Linked DNA regions of Sus scrofa: region 1 is linked to region 2. The links are chromatin contacts, called in public HiChIP or PLAC-seq maps. All regions are on one chromosome and are shown on one strand. Each heading gives the region's core, a stretch centred on a gene start, on an enhancer-like site or on the middle of the called end of the contact. The rest is flanking DNA. Distances are from core to core; before and after follow the strand shown. Region 1 holds the start of HOXB7 (homeobox protein Hox-B7). Region 2 holds the start of HOXB2 (homeobox protein Hox-B2).

Region 1 (4,795 bases), core at 497-2,996, 64 kb before region 2:
CAACATGAAACTGCCTATTCACACCGTAATTCTTTCTGTCTCCCTCTCTCGCTTTCTCTCTGTCTCTCTCTCTCTCTCTCTCTCACCTCGTCCTCATTTCCCCCTCCCACCCTCTCTCCCCGCTGCCCTCCCTAGCTCGCTGGCTTTTTCTCTGGCTTCTGTCTTTTCCTCCCCCCCCCACCCCCCGCTTTGGTTTGACAATTTTGTCTTAAGTGTTTCTCAAAAGAGGTTACTTTAGTTAGCATGCGCGCTGTGGGCAATTGTTAAAAGTGTTCTTAGGTTTACTGTGAAGAGAATGTATCCTGTATCCGTGAATTGCTTTATTGGGGGGAGGGAGGGCTAATTATATATTTTGTTGTTCCTCTATACTTTGTTCTGTTGTCTGCGCCTGAAAAGGGCGGAAGAGTTACAATAAAGTTTACAAGCGAGAACCCGAGACTGGCTCGGCCCGCGCTCCTCATTTGCTCCCGGCGCCTTGCAGAGCTGGGGGGAGCCGGGCACCCGGCTTCTGCGCCCGCCTGGCCAGGCCGCGAGAGGAGGGGGCGGGGGCTGGAGGCAGGTGGTGCGAGTCCCTGGGCCCAGGGGCGCAGGGGGTGAGGGAGGCGGCTGCGCGTGATTGGAGGAGAGAGGAACGAGGGAGGGGAGCCGAGAGAAACCCCCTCCCTTCGCGTTCCGAGGCTGCCGGCCCCGGAGACCCCGGAGCACAGGCCACGCTGGAGAGATGCGCCTGGGCTACTGGCTGTATCCACCCCCCCCAATACACACACACCTCCCCCTTTGTTTTTGTGTGCCCTCTCCAGTGTGTGTGTTGGGGGGCCATAGAGCTAGAGTGCTGGGCTGCTGCACAAGCTTATATTTTTCTTCTTCCTGGACTGTGGTGGGGGGAGGGAGCAGACAGAGAAGCGAGATGCTCTTTCCTGCCTCTTACTTTCTGGGACTTGGCCACCTTTGCCCAGCTCCGAGATGGTTGCTCAAAGCCTTCCTTCCTTAGCTTGCTCTGCTTCCCTGGCAGCCACGCTCCACTGGGGCATCCGCCTCCCGGAATCAAGAGAGCAGCATACCGGGCTGCCCTCCTCCCTTCCTTTCTCCTCCCACCCACCCCACCCCCTTCCTTTTTCTTTTTTTTTTCTTCAAACCTTTAAATTTTTTTTTTTTTTTTTGTCACCAGAAACCGCAGCATCCAACGCCTGTGGGCTAAGTCTCGTGCCTCTGGGAGCACCCACAAAACCTCAGTCCATCCCTGCCCATCTGTCTGGGGCACCGAGAGATAGAAAGGGAGAGCAGTGAGAGGGAGTCGCGAGGCCAGGCTCACCTCGTTGTTCACCTCAGGAGCAACGGACCAAGTCCAGACCAATTTCCCCCAAAGGCCAACCGGACTGAATCGGTCCAGATTAATTATGACCTGCCCTGAGCCACCCACTCACCCCATTTTGTGCAATCTCTGCGTTTATTTCTCGCTGAGTAACAGGCTGGGGAGGATGCGTGTGGGTGGGGGGGGCGGTTGACAACACGGATCGCTCTCGCTCTCAGAGGTTATTTATTTTCCCTTCCACTCAATTTCTTCCTCCCCAGATCTCGCCTACAAGCTGCCTCCAGCCCACGGGGTCGACAGCGGCCCTTGAGCCCCCAACCCGAATCCACAGGGCCTGGCTTTCCCATTCATTATTGATCATATTTTATAAATCCAACGCCACACAATTTTTTCCACATTACCGGGAGCCGTGGGGAGGCTGCCCCGCCATTGGCAGAGGGGACGTCACGTGGGCAGGGTCACGTGGCCCAGAGAGGAAAAAGGGGGTTCTTTTTGGTGTAAATCTGGACTCTAATTCTGTAATATATCAAGGAATCTCGTAAAACCGACACTAAAACGTCCCTGCCTACAAATCATCCGGCCAAATTATGAGTTCATTGTATTATGCGAATGCTTTATTTTCTAAATATCCAGCCGCAAGTTCGGTTTTCGCTACCGGAGCCTTCCCCGAACAAACTTCTTGTGCGTTTGCTTCCAACCCCCAGCGCCCGGGCTATGGAGCGGGTTCGGGTGCTTCCTTCGCCGCCTCGATGCAGGGCTTGTACCCCGGCGGGGGGGGCATGGCGGGCCAGAGTACAGCTGGCGTCTACGCGGCCGGCTACGGGCTCGAGCCGAGTTCCTTCAACATGCACTGCGCGCCCTTTGAGCAGAATCTCTCCGGGGTGTGTCCCGGCGACTCCGCCAAGGCGGCAGGCGCCAAGGAGCAGAGGGACTCGGACTTGGCGGCCGAGAGTAACTTCCGGATCTACCCCTGGATGCGAAGCTCAGGTAACGCCGCGCACCGAGCCGTCCCGAGCTGCAGTGGCCCGGGCACACTCCCCGGAAGGCGCCCCCTTCCCGGCCAAGTGTCCCTCTCCGCGTCCAGAGTGCTCCTGGCAGCAGGTCGGCCCTGGGGACGCGGCACCCCCCTGGGCCGCGACCCGGCGCGCCGTCCCCACTCCCATTTTTGCTTGGTGCTCTCAGGCTCGCCGTGCTTCCCTGGCGGATCCCTCTCTGCCGACGCCGCGGCGCTGTGAGCCCCCAGCCCCCCACCCCCCCACCCTTCCTCCCGGCCTTTTAGCTTTAAATATTTATCAGCCGCGCCGGCACGGGCTGGAGACGAGGCCGTTTGTCTTGCGGAGGAAGGCTGGGGTTTGCAGAGAATAGCCATTAGGGTCTCCCCCCTCCCTTTTCCCTTCCCCGCCGGGGATCTCAGCTCTGGGTGTGTCCCCCAGCCCCAGCTTGGATAAGGTCTGGGGGAGGGGGCTGCCGTGCTCAGCAGTTCTCCCCTCCCCCTTTCTTCCCAGCCAACCCTGCTCCCCCATTATTCCCTTCTGGACAATTAGAGGTGGGCTCTAGAGGCCTGGGGGGAAGAGGGGGTGTGAGAGGAGATGAGGATCCAGCCAGGGACACAGAGCCAGAGAGGCAGGTGGAGAGAGGGGGGCTGAGGCCAAGAGAGATAGGCTCCTGACCCCCCAGTGAACTTGGAAAGGGGGAGGCAGGAGAACGAGTGAAAGGAGCAGAGGCCTCAAAGGAGTACAGCTGGCTGTCTCAGGTGCCCATCCTAGCACCCCTGGAGAACTGGCCGACAAGTTTGCATGTATCCTTCCAGGAGGGTGAATGTCCTCTGAGGGGAGAGACTAGGACTCCAGGGAGCCCCATCAAGAATTAGTGAGTCCCGGCCACTGAGGCAGCTGCTGCAGGAACCCCAAGATACCAGGGGCCCTATGGGGTTTCCTGACAAGCCTGTCCCAGACATCTTTCTTGATGTTGCCCTGGAATGGGGCCAACCTCAGAAGACCCAAGACTTGTGATCAGAGGCTCCCAGTCCAGCCACGGTGAGGGCCAGGAGAAGCCCTGCTCTTACACCATCCATATTAGTGGTCATGGTCCCCCTTACCTGCTCCATAATTCAACCGCCTTTCCAGGTGATTTATTAAAGCCCCAATTTTTCTGCTCATAAACATTTCAGCTTGGCTTTTATCTGACTTGAAATTAGGGCCCCCTAGCCCCTCCTCCCACTGTCTCTTTCCCAGAAGGGCTGATACCAGCACCTCCCCCAGCACAACCCCCCCCCCCCACAAGCTGCTTCCACAGGGTTTGGGACCTAACCTGGGAAGCTCTCCCCTGCCCTTCAGCCCCCACCAGCCAGATATTCCACCCCAACCCAGGCTGCTGTCTGTCTTCTCCTCCTGTGTCTTCTTGGAGGAGGTTGCTTTGGAGGGCTGGGTCATCTGGGCAGTGGGCAGGCCGGACAGTCTGGCCTCATCTGAACCTCAGCCACTCACTCACTGGAAAATAGTCCTCAGAGGGCAGCTGCTCTCAGATGAACTCCGCACTCCAAGGAAATCTGCAAATTCTCACCTTCTCATGGTTCCACAACAGACTGGGGGAGGAGGGGACTGGACCTATGAGGCTCTTTGTCTTCTTTTCTTTAGGGCGAAAAGCCCCCAGGTCAGACCTGGAGCCCCACTATAGGGTTGGGTTGCTTGCATGGCTTCCATTGTCTGCTACCCAGAGACCATCAGAAGCAGCATCAAAAAGGGGAGGCTTGGGGTTCCAGAGGTTTAGCTGCCTTTCATCCCACGTACACCCCTTAGGCACAGGGCCTTCAAGAGCCAGCAGGTTAGACCTTGGGTCCAGAAGCTTTAGGCTAGAAGACTTCCTGGGTGGGAATGGGACTGTTTGTCTTGGGAGGCCTGCAGAAAGGTCTGCGTGTTGAGGGAAGAGGGCAGGCATAGCCTGGGGTAGGGAAAGTGACAATTTGGTGTCATGGGAAACTAGGTGCTTCCAACCACAAAGGCCAAACCACATACAGGGTCCATGAGGAAGGTGAACACGCTCACGGCTTTTTCCACACTCACGGCTTTTTCTCCTGGAAATACTCTGTGCAGGGACGGACCGCAAGCGAGGCCGCCAGACCTACACCCGCTATCAGACCCTGGAGCTGGAGAAGGAATTTCACTACAATCGCTACCTGACAAGGCGGCGGCGCATCGAGATCGCGCACGCGCTCTGTCTCACCGAAAGACAGATTAAAATCTGGTTCCAGAACCGCCGCATGAAGTGGAAAAAGGAGAACAAGACAGCGGGCCCCAGGGCCACCAGCCAGGACAAGGCTGAGGCAGAGGAGGATGAGGAAGAGTGAGGGACAGAGAAAGAGCAGAGGAAGAGAGAGAGGGAGAGAGGGAGAAGCCCAGCTCTGGGAACCGAACCAGGAAACTCAAGTCAAATAGGGAGAAAACAAAATAAAAAAAAACAAACAAAACAAAAACTATTTAAATG
Region 2 (4,499 bases), core at 1,333-3,832:
TGCTGACTGCCAGATTTCCCCCAAGGGAAGAAGGGGGGTGAAGACCCTATCCTGGCCTTTCAGCCCGCTGCTCAGGCCCCTACCTCCCCCCTGCTGTGTCTCAGGTTTATTTGGCTTTTCTCACACAGGCTTGGGACATTCTGGCAACTTCTTTGGCTAAGATTTAAGTAACAAGTTAGGGGGAAGGGGGTCTCTCTCTAGGTCTCTAGGCTTTGCCTCTCAGTTTTTCTCATTCATTGACCTTTTGCCTTTTTGCTGTTTTGGCTACAATCTCCTTAGTCCACCCCCTACTCCCCATCCCGTCAACAACAACAAAATGTGGCCGGTCACTGCTTCTTCCAAGAAAACCTAAACTTCACAGTTCTCTTCCGGAGCTACAAAGAAGCTGTCACGTGACCTGAAGCCCAACCACCATTGGGTCTAAAATGAAAACAAAGGAAAATGATTAATCTAAAAAAACAAAACAAAACAAAACAAAAAACCTAAGGCCTAGACTTCTCGGGTCAAACCTTAAAAGTAAAGTGAAATTAAATCACTAAATAAAACGCGGGGCGGAGAGAGAGGAGGTGTGTTTGATTTCCCCCGCCAGGGAAAGGAGGAGGGTTGGGAGAAGCTGCTGGATTCAAGCGTAAATAAAATGGTCCCCAGGCTAATGTGTCGCTCTGTTTCCACGATCCTTGGGAAAACTTCATTTCTTAGTCGTGGTTCCATAAAAGTTTTATCACATTGGAGCGAGGATAGAGAGGGTCTGTCAAAGATGAAATGTCACTGCCGCGTCGCTGGAGCCGATAAGAGCGAGGAGACAGGGCGGCTGAAATATGGAGCTAATTCGTTGAAAGAAGCGATGGCTGCTTGCTGAAGAGTTGCATAATTCTAATTGTAAGCGATGCACCCGCATTGCTTAATTAGGAGCATATATTTGGTGGTAGTGACGGGGGGGGGGGGGGTGTCGGTGAGAGAATCGTTCCAGGGCCTCAGCCTTAAAGCGAGGGCTGATTTTCATTTTTATGTTGCATCCTGGCAGTCCAAGGTTAGTAATTACAGTCCTTATGCAACAATAAATAACAATAAAAAAGCAACCTGAATTCTACACCCTCCTCACTACCACCACCGCCGCCAAGTAGGATTTTAACTGGACTGGGCTCATCCAAGCAGCAAGCAATTTAGCATTGGTTCAGGCTATAATTTAAAGGCATAAGAGCGTGCAAAGTTTGATTGGGATCAAATAACGCTCAAGGGTTTCTCTTTCCTTCTGTCTTTCTCTCTCTCCTCCTCTACCCTGAATAACATTTTCTGAATAATGTAAGTAGATGAAGCACCATGTTTGGCTCTGGGGGTTAAGAGGATTGATTATTTACCTAGCGGAGAGAGGCAGGCCAAGTCAGAGAATTAAGCTCTGAAATTTAGAGTTTGAAAAACAGAGCTTTTGGCTTGAAACTGGAATTGCAAACATGAAGAAGAATAAGGGGTGCCTTGGCTCGGTGTCCCCCTACCCTTCTCTCTGAGAGATGTCAGGCCCTAGCTAAGCAGCCAGGGTCCTGGGGGAAATATCAGGGCTCTAAGATTCACAGCACAACAGGGGGGCGGGGAAGGGGGCGTCTCTGGGAAGGAGGGTTCCCTTGGCCCCTTTTAACACCCAAGTTTTCTGCTGTTCTCTAATCTGGCCGTAAAATCTGTCAGCAGGGTTAGAGAGGGCTGTATTTCCTGCAGGAACAGCCGGAGAGAAGCCTTAGACCTTGCAGCCAGCTGGAGAGGCTGTGAAAAAACAAAACAAAACAAAAAAACCTTCCAGGGCTTCTCGAGGGGGTGGCCTGAGGGAGAACCGTCTCAGGCCTCACTGCACAAGTGGCCAGACAACTGCTCTTGGGCTTCTTCTCTGCCTGCTCCCCACTCCCACCCCCATCCCCACTTCCACATGGCAAAAATCACTTTCTTGGGAGCCGAGCGGGACACGACCGACCGTTTCTGGCTGGTTTGCCCCGTTTTTCAGAGCAGCTCGCTTGGATCTGAGCCCTCCAGAGCCAGCCACCCCCTGGCCCCCCGGAGCCCCCACCTCCAGCTCCCCTGTTTTCATCCTGCCTGGCTCCCACCCCCACCCTGCTCCTCAGCGTTCTCTGTCCTGTTTCATGAGTCACACCACCCACGCGGAGGAATACTCACCACCACCCACTCGGCTCTTACAGTGACAGAAACTTTCTAGCTCCCGCTGCCCGGGCCGGAGTTGCCATTTCTCTGCTAACCAGGCTTGGCCTCCTCCTCGCCGGGCAGGCGGCAGCGAGCAGGGAGGGGGAGGGGAGGCCCGAGCCGTGGGAGTTCTCCCGGCAAACTTTCCACCCAGCCCAGCGCCCTTCCGCGGTCCCCATTTCCCATCTGTTTCCCGGCGCGCCCAGCATCACCTTTCTCTTTTGCTTCACACCCCCCACCCCCCAGGCCTTTTCAAGGGATGTGGAATTTCGGCTGTTCCCTCGGCTTTCCCAAAGAGCCAAATTCTTTGATGCCATCAGAGCGAGCTGTCAGGGGGCTAAGATTGATCGCCTCATCTCCCCTCGGTCCCTCTGACCCACTTATTTAAAAATCTTACCCCAGATCGACTTTTCATTTTCTGCTTTGAGATCTAGTTTCCCACCAAAGGCTTGGGGCCGGAAGTCTTGTGGACCTTCCCTCTGGTAAACGACAGCGCTCCCGAAAGCGCATACGCACCCCATCCTCTGAAAAGAAATAAATGACAACAACAACAACAAAATTCCCCCCAGGGGCCAGAAATGGAATATCATCTCAGTGGTCATCATTTGCCCACCACCTCCATGTTCAGGGAAGACTGTCACATCAGGGATGTTGATTAATAATTAATTAATGAGCACAATGGCAAAAATAGGATGGGAGTCCTAGGGGGGAGCCCCCCCCCTTGACCTGAGGTTTGAGAGTTTTCTAAACTTAAATCCGTGGCTACCTTGGTTCTTATTCCCATTCCTGGAATATAGAGGCAGATTCAGGCCAGAAGCTTGAGTGGGTGTCTAGGCATTTTAGACCCTGTTGGTTGGGGGGGGGGTCATAGGGGAGGGCGGAAACCTCCAGGTGAGGAGAGCGGGTAGACCTGGGGGCAGGGGCAGTGCTGCAAACACTGGGCAGACAAGGGAGCTGAGACCACACAGCTTTGTAGGCTAGAGGCCCAAAAGGGCCCCTCACTATCTATCTCACTCCTCTGTGTCAGCCTAGGAGTGCTTGTCGATTTTCCAAGATTTATCTGTTGCTTTTGGGGGGAGTGGGTGGGACGGGGACAGTGATGCTGATGATTGTAAATCTCTTCTCTGTCCTTATTGCACTGCTAACAGGGACCTTTCCCAAAGGGAAAAAAGCCTCCTTCTACCACCTCTTCCTCCCACATTCAGATCCTCACTCTTTGGGGGGAGGGGGCAGGGGAAGGGAATGCTCCTGGCCTTGTAAAGAAAGCCTCGATTTACTCTATTTAAAATATTTGGGAAAGAGGAAGATTTCTCCCCTAGGTTCCCTTGTTTTCCTTTCCAGAACATCCCATCCTCTGAAGGGGAGGAGGGGAAGGTTCCTTTAGCTTTTCTGGAGAAAGGGAGGCATGAGGGAGAGGGAGCGTAGGACTGGGGGGCTCATGATGTCCAGGTCATGGTCCTCTAGAGTTTTTGAATCAATTAAAGCAAATAATGCTCTCTGTTTTCCACCAGGCCCAGACGAGCGATTGGCCAAGGCCGGTCCCGTGACCACGAATTCCCTGCAATTTTGCTGGAGTCCTGGGTTTTATAGAGAGAGTCCCCATACGCTTGTATTTATCAGCAATATACAATTATAAAGGCCCAAAATTTTAAAAAAAAGAGAGAGAGATCAAAATCGTCCCTTCCCAAAATCGCTCCATCACACAAACCTGGGGGGGGCAGGAGGGGGGGTCCCTTCCGATCCTCCCTCCTGACGCCCCCCCAACAGGCCCCCTCCCCCACCATTGAAAGCCATGAATTTTGAATTTGAGAGGGAGATTGGGTTTATAAACAGCCAGCCATCGCTCGCCGAGTGTCTGACTTCCTTCCCCGCTGTCTTGGAGACATTTCAAACTTCATCAATCAAGGAGTCGACATTAATTCCTTCTCCTCCTCCTTTCGAGCAAACCTTCCCCAGCCTCCAGCCCGGCGCCTCCACCCTTCAGAGACCCGGGAGCCAAAAGCGAGCCGAAGATGGGCCGGCTCTGCCGCCGCCTCCGCCGCCGCTCCCGGCCACCCCCCTGGCCCCCGAGTTCCCCTGGATGAAAGAGAAGAAATCCGCCAAGAAACCCAGCCAATCCGCCACGTCTCCCACGGCCGCCTTCTCCGTCCTGGCCTCCGGGGTCGGATCGCCCGCAGGTCGGTGAGCGGGGTAGGGATGGGATGAGAGGCAGTTAGAAAGAGAGGGGGAGAAAGAGCGGTGGGGGAGGTAGAAAAGGTGGCGAGTCTGCTGGAGTTCCTTGCCCCTTCGAGTCCAGGGACGAGGAAGCAGAATGG

Evidence for each region. HiChIP or PLAC-seq counts read pairs in DNA pulled down with a chosen protein or histone mark.
Region 1: a contact with region 2 is called in an H3K27ac HiChIP or PLAC-seq map of skeletal muscle. The contact joins the promoter of HOXB7 here to the promoter of HOXB2 in region 2. A contact is called at or near these places in 2 of 47 Hi-C or Micro-C datasets (embryonic fibroblasts and omental adipose tissue) and 1 of 2 datasets of contacts at active chromatin or transcription factors (skeletal muscle).

The regions. Positions count from the first base shown.
Region 1 is chr12:24,861,626-24,866,420 of Sscrofa11.1, reverse strand. HOXB7 (homeobox protein Hox-B7) reads left to right here and starts at 1,746. Exons shown (of 2, transcript XM_003131549.4): 1 at 1,746-2,299; 2 at 4,405-4,795. The coding sequence starts at 1,900. The coding sequence ends at 4,658. It overlaps HOXB8 (homeobox protein Hox-B8), which reads left to right. Exons shown (of 4, transcript XM_021067111.1): 4 at 1-436.
Region 2 is chr12:24,798,582-24,803,080 of Sscrofa11.1, reverse strand. It overlaps HOXB2 (homeobox protein Hox-B2), which reads left to right and starts at 2,582. Exons shown (of 2, transcript XM_003131546.4): 1 at 2,582-4,361. The coding sequence starts at 3,977. It overlaps LOC106505099 (a long non-coding RNA gene), which reads right to left and starts at 2,575. Exons shown (of 5, transcript XR_002337153.1): 1 at 2,161-2,575.